Regions from separate parts of the Mus musculus genome. Here regions 1 and 3 are each linked to region 2. The links are chromatin contacts, called in public promoter capture Hi-C maps. All regions are on one chromosome and are shown on one strand. The core of a region is the stretch at or near the end of the contact, and the rest is flanking DNA. Distances in the headings are between cores, read along the strand shown. Region 1 has its middle 34 kb from the start of Gm41897. Region 2 holds the start of F630028O10Rik (RIKEN cDNA F630028O10 gene). Region 3 holds the start of Msn (moesin).

Region 1 (2,700 bases), core at 121-2,620, 220 kb before region 2:
GTAGGTACTACCATTTGTTAAGAAGGCTTCCTTGTCAGATGAAAACTGAGGCCATCAGCTACTTTGTTTCCAGACTATCTCATGGTACAATGACACTCTACCCCAGATATTCATCTATAGCCTCCTAAATCTGACTGCTTTGCCTGTGGCAAAACCAAACCAAACCAAACCAAACCAAACAAACAAACAAACAAGCTAGAACAAACAAACAAAACAAACAAACATCCCCTCCTAGTCTTTTTCTCAACAGAGCTCTTCGAGGCTTCCTGTTTCTGGTGGATGGATAGGAAGAATGTCATCCAACACACACTTTTTGAATGGATCCCTATCATTAGGAGCGTCCAGAAGGTTGTGTGACTAAGACCAGACTGTGTCTGACCCTATCTGGTAAAGCTGTCATCTTGGCCATCCTGGCCAACCCTTTTTTTAAAAAAGTAGTTGCCTTGGCTAGGTGTCAGGCCGGGCCTGCATGCTCATCTCAGACCCATAGAGGGCAACCAAGACCAGTTTATGAGAATGTTTCTGGGTGTGGCCTTTCTCTCTCTCTGCTTCCTTTCCAGTGCTTGTAAAATTCTAGAACCACAGGCTGTCAGAATCATAGTATAGGTTAGATAATTTGTATTTACATCTCTTCATAACAGAGATGAAGCACTGGATATAACTCTGTAGTAGAGCATTTGCCTAACATGCTCAAGACCCTGGGTTTCATCTAGAAGAAACTGAGGCCTAAAGAAGGGTTAGAACAGTCTAAACTGAAATAATTATATATTCTCTGTCAACTTGAATTAGAACCCGTATTTCTTGGGTCCTGTTTACGAACTCATATATAAAGTCCAATAAAATGCTTCCTTCCTTCATGATTGTGGCAACTGAGGCGCAGGAAAGAACTTGGCTAAGGTAATAGAGTTGTGGCAGAGCTAGGATAAAATTCAAATCCTCTAAACAACAGCCCAGGATTCTTTCGCACAATGGCAGGATTCAGCGCATTCTCTTTGCTACAGGTGAAAAGGACGCAGAGAGGGGATGATCTTTACCAGCAGCTGCTGAGTACATTAGTGGCTGTTGGCTGCCTTTTACATTTGGGACTGAATGAAAATTGGGTCCCAAACTTTTAGTCTTAGAGAGACCCCCAATAGCTTAGTGCCCCAATGTATCTCAGAATTATATTTCAGAAGTTCTGGTTAGTCATTACTTGTTTTGTCCCCAAGAGCCTGGCATCTGTGGTAAACTGTGTGTGTAGGAGGGGCTGTCCATCTCTGTTCAAGCTCTCCCCTCCACAGGAAAAAAAATTCTCTTAACAAAAACCTCACCTCATTTCTCCCCTGTCAAGGCCTCAGGCTTTGAGAGTGAGAGGATGAGTCACTCTGTGCCCACAGTCGCCTCTGTGGAGAACATAATTGCTAGCTAGGATGTCACCATAGCACCCAGCCATCACATTTGCAGAGCTTGTTTTTGTCAAAGCTCTTTCCTATCTTTATTTTCGCCGCTACTTCCCTAAGCCCCAGGGAGCCAGATGAGGCAGAAGATGTCATTACCTCTTCTTTTACAAAGAAGAAAATGACTTGTGAGGGATGGATAAGGGACACATGACCAAGTCTAGGACAAACCGAGACTAAGTCTCCAGAACCTTAATTTTCCAAGTTTCTGGAGTGTTCTGCATCAATACCCATATCCCCAGAGGAAGTAGCAGCATCCGTCTAGTACCTGGTAGCAGTTACATCTTTCATTTATTAATCAGTAAGCTGTGGCCAGATACTGTGCTAGCCTTTCATTGGAAACAAAAAGCCCAAAACAAACATCTGCTCAAGCCCTGTCCTTCAGTGTTTATGATTTACATGTTGGTCATGTCACTGCCCCACCCAATGGCAATTGTCTTCCTTTGGACAAAGTGATCCAAACAGTGACTTTCCACTGATGGTGCTGAACCACCTTTATGATTTTTCTCAGAGCACTTGATTAGGAGTCAGAAGGACTAACATTCTCCATTCAGTTTTCCATGCTTCACTTTGCAGCAAAGGATACACCTATGGGATGAGTTTCCACATCTGCAGAAGGGTAGGATTTGGGAACAGTGGAAATACCCTTGCTATCCTTGGCTTGGGTTGGTAAGATGACTCAGTAGGCATGAGCGCTTGAAGACATGACTTCAGTGCCCAAACTCAGATACAAGTGTTAGAAGAGAATTGTCTTCACGGAGTTATCTTCTGAATACCACAGCACAATAACAACAATAATGATAATAATAAAGAACACATTAATCGTGTCACTTAGGAGAAGACGACGCTAATCCATGGAATCTTCTTTTTGAATGAAAAGTACAGAAGGCCTTGCTATGGGACCATTTTGTATTATGTTATTTTGTTTTATTTTTCTTTTCATTTTCCTTTGAGAGAGGGTCCCAATATACAGCCCAGGATTGCCTGGAACTTACTATGATATCCAGTCTGGCTTCAACTCTCAATCCTCCTGCCTTGTCCTCTAGAGTTGCAATAGCACACTTGGCTTCTCTAAGTTGCTTTGACCTGCTATTTTGCTTCTTGTCTCTCTATGAGCTGTACTAGAAGGAGAGGGGACTTGAACTTCCTAACCACCTCAAATGAACCGAGAAACTCAGGAATCACCAGAAATGTTTAAAGTGGGAAGCTATTTCATTCAGACTCTGGGTTTGAGGAGGAAGTAACAGAGAATGGGGTGGGGTGA
Region 2 (2,700 bases), core at 69-2,568:
TTTCAAATGCTATCCCCTTTCCTAGTTTCCTCTCCAAAATTTCCCTATACCCGCCCCCCACCCCCTGCCCTGCTCCCCAACCCATCCACTCCTACTTCCTAGCCCTGGCATTCCCCTGTACTGGGGCATATAATCTTTGCAAGATCAAAGGCCTCTCCCCATTGATGGCCTACTATGGCCATCTACTGCTACATATGCAACAAGAGACACAAGCTCTTGGGGGGGGGGTACTGGTTAGTTCATATTGTTGTTCCTCCTGTAGGGTTGTAGACCCCTTTAGCTCCTTGGGTATTTTCTCTAGCTCCTTCATTGGGGGCCCTGTGTTCCATCCAATAGATGACTATGAGCATCCACTTCTGTATTTGCCAGGCACTGGCATAGCCTATACCTTCAGATCAAGCTATATACTGGGAGACATTCCAGGTAGTGTTGAGAGGTTTAGCCCTGATGTTGAGAGCTCACTTACTTCCATAGTGGATACATCCTAAATTATATGGTCTTCAAGAAGACCTGGTAGGTGCTGGCTTCTCAAGAGAATTGCCCTTTGTGATGTATTCAGGGATACATTGGGTCCCACCCAGCTGTGACCTGGTATTTACTTCCACAAAGGTGCTGTTACAAAGATAAGGCAAATAGGAACTCCCATTTCTGGAGATAAAAAACCAAAAACTTCTACATTGTCTATTCATTACTCTTTTAAAACTTTTCTATAGGTTGGGATCTAGAATCATGGGAAGAACAGTCATACCCCAAAGAGAACTAGCTTGTTTTTAAAAGGGGGTGAGAGTGAATATATTACATTTAGTTTGTGCTAGGCCTTGACGATTATGTAGCTGATTCTTTATTTCAGGAAAGAAGTAAAAGTGCATGTTAACAAAATAAGATTAACACAGGCTTGGTGGAAATTGTGTGGTATCAAATTTCAGATTTGCCACAAATTTGCTTCCATTTTTACATTTTGACAATAGATTTTCATTAGATAAATAGCTCTGATATTTAAAGATTCCCTCAATTGCTCTAGGGAAACTTCCTTGCTTCATAGGCAGAACACAAAGGAAACTTGTACTTCCTGCTTTCCCACTCTGTAGCATGGGAAGTCAGTGTTTTTGGAGGTTGGTTGAGAATGGGTGGAGACAGAGCAGTAGGGGCTATTGCTGCATTAGCAACTACTCCTTTCACAATAGCTCTGTTTTGTCATTTTGTACCCAGATTTCCGTTGGTTAGCCTCAACTTTATCTTCCTCATTTCTGTTTCCTCTTCATGACACCAAGAGTCCTTCAGAACATGTGACCTTCCTGCTCACAACATAAAACTCAGCTTTCTGTGGCCTCTATAGTTCGGCTCAGCACCTATATCCCATCCAAGACAAAGGCACCACTTCAATGACAGGTATAGTATCTACTTGTTCTCTTAGATTCCCATGCTGAAACAGTGCCCACAACAGCTTTCAGTGTTCTGGATATGCCTAACTGACTCTCAGATCCCAGTTACTGATAAAGGGTCAAAGATAAGACTGATGAAGGTTTCTATTCACTTTCTATCCATGTGATAGAGAGAAGGGACACAAAAATTTCTAACAAATGATGGCTTTTAGAAGATAGTCATGTAGAAGTTAAATGCTTATCAGAGCCAGGAGTTAGGAGTTCTAAATAGCATTTTAAATTTTGTTCTATATCTGTTACTTTTCTTTGGGTGAGTTGTTTCTATAGTCTAGCACTCAGTGTTTGAGTCCCTTTTGCAGAGAAGAGAAAGACAAAGGTGAGATGCTATTTAATGTCTTAGCCTCTATGTCTCTTATTTTGAAGGTTACCAGTCTTTGGTTGGGAAAGAAGATGAGACTGCTGCTTGAATGTACACCTCTAGGCAGAGCTGAACATCCTTTAGAAAACTGCTGGTGGTCTGAAAGGTATGACTAAAACATGAAAGGTTCTTTTTTTTCTAGTTTTGTAAGTCACTACTCCAATTTCAGAATTTAAAAGGCACATAGACGTGAGGACAAATATATATGTGAGGAACAGAGGTCCTGAGAGAAGAAAAGGTAGTTTCCCAAGGCCACACAGAAAACCTGTACTACAACTCAGTCTAAGCCCAGGACAGTGTCCTTTTTCTTCTGCTTTAGGAGGACTGAGATACCAAGAAATAATGGGTATCCTGCAACTGAGGCAGGTGACTCTCCTTATATTGAAAAAAATCTGGATATTAAGACATGGTCCTGAGTACTTCTTTATCACCAAATATATTTTCTGATATGTGGCTTATTCTGGACATTTATAGATTTTTGGTAAAATCTTATACCTCTTTTACCAAGCTTATGCCTTTCAATTTGCGTCATGAAGACTGACTATGTAGTCATCTATGTCTTCATTCTTATGGGTCTGACTAACTTTAATCAACTAAACTTGCTTCTCTTATATGTATTCCTCTGAATAGGTGTGAACTGGAACATCAAGAATGAAAATGAAATAGTCCCTTACCCAGCTTAAGGACTGACTTCTCCATCAATCCTGGAAAACAGTATTTATAATAATCTATTAAGTCAGTGCACTAGAACTCTTTAGCCCCTTTCATGGCTCTTTTCCAGTGTTCTTGGGTTATGTGAGGTCGGATAGGGCAATTGAGAGGCTATGGATATCTCTAAAGTGTCTAGCTCTCCTTACAGCAGATGATAAGCAGAGATGCTGTCAAGAAAACCAAAACCAA
Region 3 (2,700 bases), core at 72-2,571, 140 kb before region 2:
GTTAAGGAAGGGGAAACTCAATACTAGAGGGGGGAAGGGAATTACCCAAGAAAGTGCAGAGGACACAGGCTGAGTTCATGATGAAACAATGATCTGAAGCCTGGTGAGTGTTGAGGTGTCCTTTCCACTATTCTGTGTTTGACTCTCCATCACTGAGGTATATGGTAATTTACTTCATGAAAGACACACAACCCATGCTCCTGCACAGTTGCCAGAACTGGAGGGCATATATCACCCGAGAGTCTTATACTCTTATCAAAAAGTGAATGTCTGCCTGGTATTGTCTGAGCACTAAGGTGGTAGAAACAGGAGGACTGGGAATGCAAGTCAACTGGCTGCTGTTAGTGCGCTGTGTCAAAGCAAGTGAATGTATAGAACCGGTGTCAGACATCTGCAATCTAGTTGAGGTAGTAGGATTATGAGTTCAAGACAAACCTAAGCCAGTGTCTTAGAACTGAGAGTTCAAGACAAACCTAAGCTAAATAATGAGTTTAGAGCCAGCTCTGGTGACAGACAAAACAAATCCAAAATGTTGGGGAAGGACTAAGGAAAAGACCAAGACACTGATGTGAGGAGAGTGGGAATTGGAGGACTGAAAGTGAACATAGAAGACAGATAATTGGAAAAGGATCCCAGTTCTGGAGAAAATGAAATAAATAAATAATAAACAAACAAACAAACAAACAAACAAATAAATACAAGGTCGAAGGAAATGTCACAGGTTAAATGAGTCCTCTAGAAGGGAGTGAACTGTTGAGGAGGAGCTGAAGTTTAGCCCAGAAGTTTCCTGAGGAGTAGCAGAACTCTCAGGAGCTGCTATGGACAGCAGAGGATTTGTTGTGGTCCCAGGGAACTTAGGTGTGGCATGATTGGAGGTCACAGAGAAAAAGAGGAGTTCAAATGTCCACAAGCGGGAACTTTCTAACCAACAAGGCTTCCTAGAGAGGGAACTCAGCAGTTCTACTAGGCAACGGGTTCCCAACATTGGTAACTCATGGTTCAGGGCTGAAAAGCATCTGCTAGGGTGTGGCCCCCCAGTCAAGCTCTGGCTCAGACTGGGGGCGGAGTCAGATGGTCGAAACTTGGAGGGAGGGGGGCAGTGAGGAAAGGTGGGAGGGGGCAGAGTGGGCACTAGTGGGGAGTGGGAGTCCTTGGGGAGTTTTGGCCCCGAGCCTGGCCCCCCACGTGGCCAGAGTAGCCTCTCTGGGCTGGGCCGGGCTGGGCGGGGCGATGCCCGAAGCCGCGGGCAGGCTGGCGGGAGGGCGGGGAGAGGCGCGGAAGCCCGGCCACATAAAGGAGCGAGCAGCGCAACGGGGGCGGCTCTTTCCTGGGTGGGGTTTGTAAAGTCGTGGCCCGTTAGCAGGAAGCGGAGCAGTCGCCCAACGCTAGAGTGGGACCCAATCTGAGCACCCGGTTCTCCGGAGTCCTTGCCGAAGTGTACTGCGCGCTCAGAGCAGCCCGACAGTTTCCAGCCAAACTTCACCAACTCCTCTGCCCTTGCCGCCACCATGCCGAAGACGGTGAGTGCCGACAACTAGCGCGGTCGGCCCTGGGGGCTCCAAGCTTGACCCTTGCCACTTTATGGCTTCGGGCTTGGTTGCTCACAGGCCTGCCGGGGATGCTGGGCTGTCCACTAAGGCCCTAGGAAGGAGAAGATAGTGGAGCCCTAATTTGAGCGCTCTAGAGGGTGACAGGGTGTACAAACTAGAAGTGTGGATAAGGAGGAGCCAGCCTTTCTCGGGTTCCAGTTCCCCGCCTCTGGGATGAGACAGTGGAAACTCTTTGAGGGACTGGATCAATCCCCTATTCTAAAGGGTCGTTGGGAACTGGGGAAACGACTTTACTTTTGAGAACATTTCCCCGGCCCAGGAATTGGCGCCTTTCTGTAGCAAAGCTATCACTGTCTCAGAAGAGCCCCCAAGCTTACAGAGAAGCGGGGAGGAGAGAGGAAGTTGCCCAGGGCGGATCCCGCACACCCATCCACCTTTCCCATAACCGCCCCTCTTCTACCCCACTTCTGCTCTGTCCCCTTCCACCGCGTCTTAGCCCCAACTGCTTTCCCCAGGGAAATGAAGATTTGTGAAGGGTCTCATCAACTGGGTTACTTTACCCAGGGGTACAAACACTTCATTAGGCACAAGTCTGTGGAGGGGCCCACACAACCCACTGGAAGACAGGGCAGGTTTCTCTTCCTCTATTAAATCCCTGTCAGACATAGTGCCTCTCTATCCCCTCAGGACCGTTTTGTGAGGTATAGGTTTTCTCCTGTGGGGGCCACACCTATCTAGTGTGGTGGTTGATTTGAGATCTGGTCTCCACCCCACTGGCTGTTGCTCGCAGAAGCCTCCAGGGAGTGAGGCCTAGGGGGGCCGGATGCCCAGTAGGGAGGGGTGGGGGAGGGGTATGTGCTTGACTAATGAGCTCTGCTTGCTTTTGTGCAAGTCACGCCAGGTCCTTGCTCATGAAGGCCCTATGACCACCGTGAATTATGTTTCTTAGGTAATGGGGCTTGCTGGGCTCCCATGTTGTATATTGCTAGCCTACCCATCTCTCTAGTACTGCCTGAGCCTGGTAGAACTGAGACAGTGACTAGGATGCTGGAGAAGGGATGAGGGTGCCTCGGAAGAGAGGAGAGTGAATAGATACAGGAGGTCTTTGTGTCTATATTGAAGTTTCCTTGCTACCCTTACTGTATTCTAG

The links. Promoter capture Hi-C pulls out the DNA fragments that hold promoters and counts their contacts.
Region 1: a promoter capture Hi-C map of the HPC-7 cell line shows a contact between it and region 2, with 5 times the contacts expected there. The contact joins the enhancer-like site here to the promoter of F630028O10Rik in region 2. A contact is called at or near these places in 10 of 39 promoter capture datasets (the 3T3-L1 cell line, the C10 cell line, the HPC-7 cell line and 5 more).
Region 3: a contact with region 2 is called in a promoter capture Hi-C map of neutrophils. The contact joins the promoter of Msn here to the promoter of F630028O10Rik in region 2. A contact is called at or near these places in 9 of 39 promoter capture datasets (3T3-L1-derived adipocytes, the HPC-7 cell line, hematopoietic stem and progenitor cells and 4 more) and 1 of 9 other capture datasets (liver).

The regions. Positions count from the first base shown.
Region 1 is chrX:96,019,266-96,021,965 of GRCm38.p6, forward strand. No RefSeq gene overlaps it. Among named protein-coding and RNA genes, the nearest start is that of Gm41897, 34 kb to the left of the region's middle. Within about 2 kb of position 1,371, at least 45 of the 459 cell types and tissues checked have an H3K27ac peak or open chromatin away from gene starts, as enhancers often do. A contact at or near this core is called in the HPC-7 cell line, where this site is marked.
Region 2 is chrX:96,238,608-96,241,307 of GRCm38.p6, forward strand. It overlaps F630028O10Rik (RIKEN cDNA F630028O10 gene), which reads left to right and starts at 1,319. Exons shown (of 3, transcript NR_030718.1): 1 at 1,319-1,389; 2 at 1,806-1,906; 3 at 2,431-2,700.
Region 3 is chrX:96,094,724-96,097,423 of GRCm38.p6, forward strand. Msn (moesin) reads left to right here and starts at 1,322. Exons shown (of 13, transcript NM_010833.2): 1 at 1,322-1,520. The coding sequence starts at 1,509.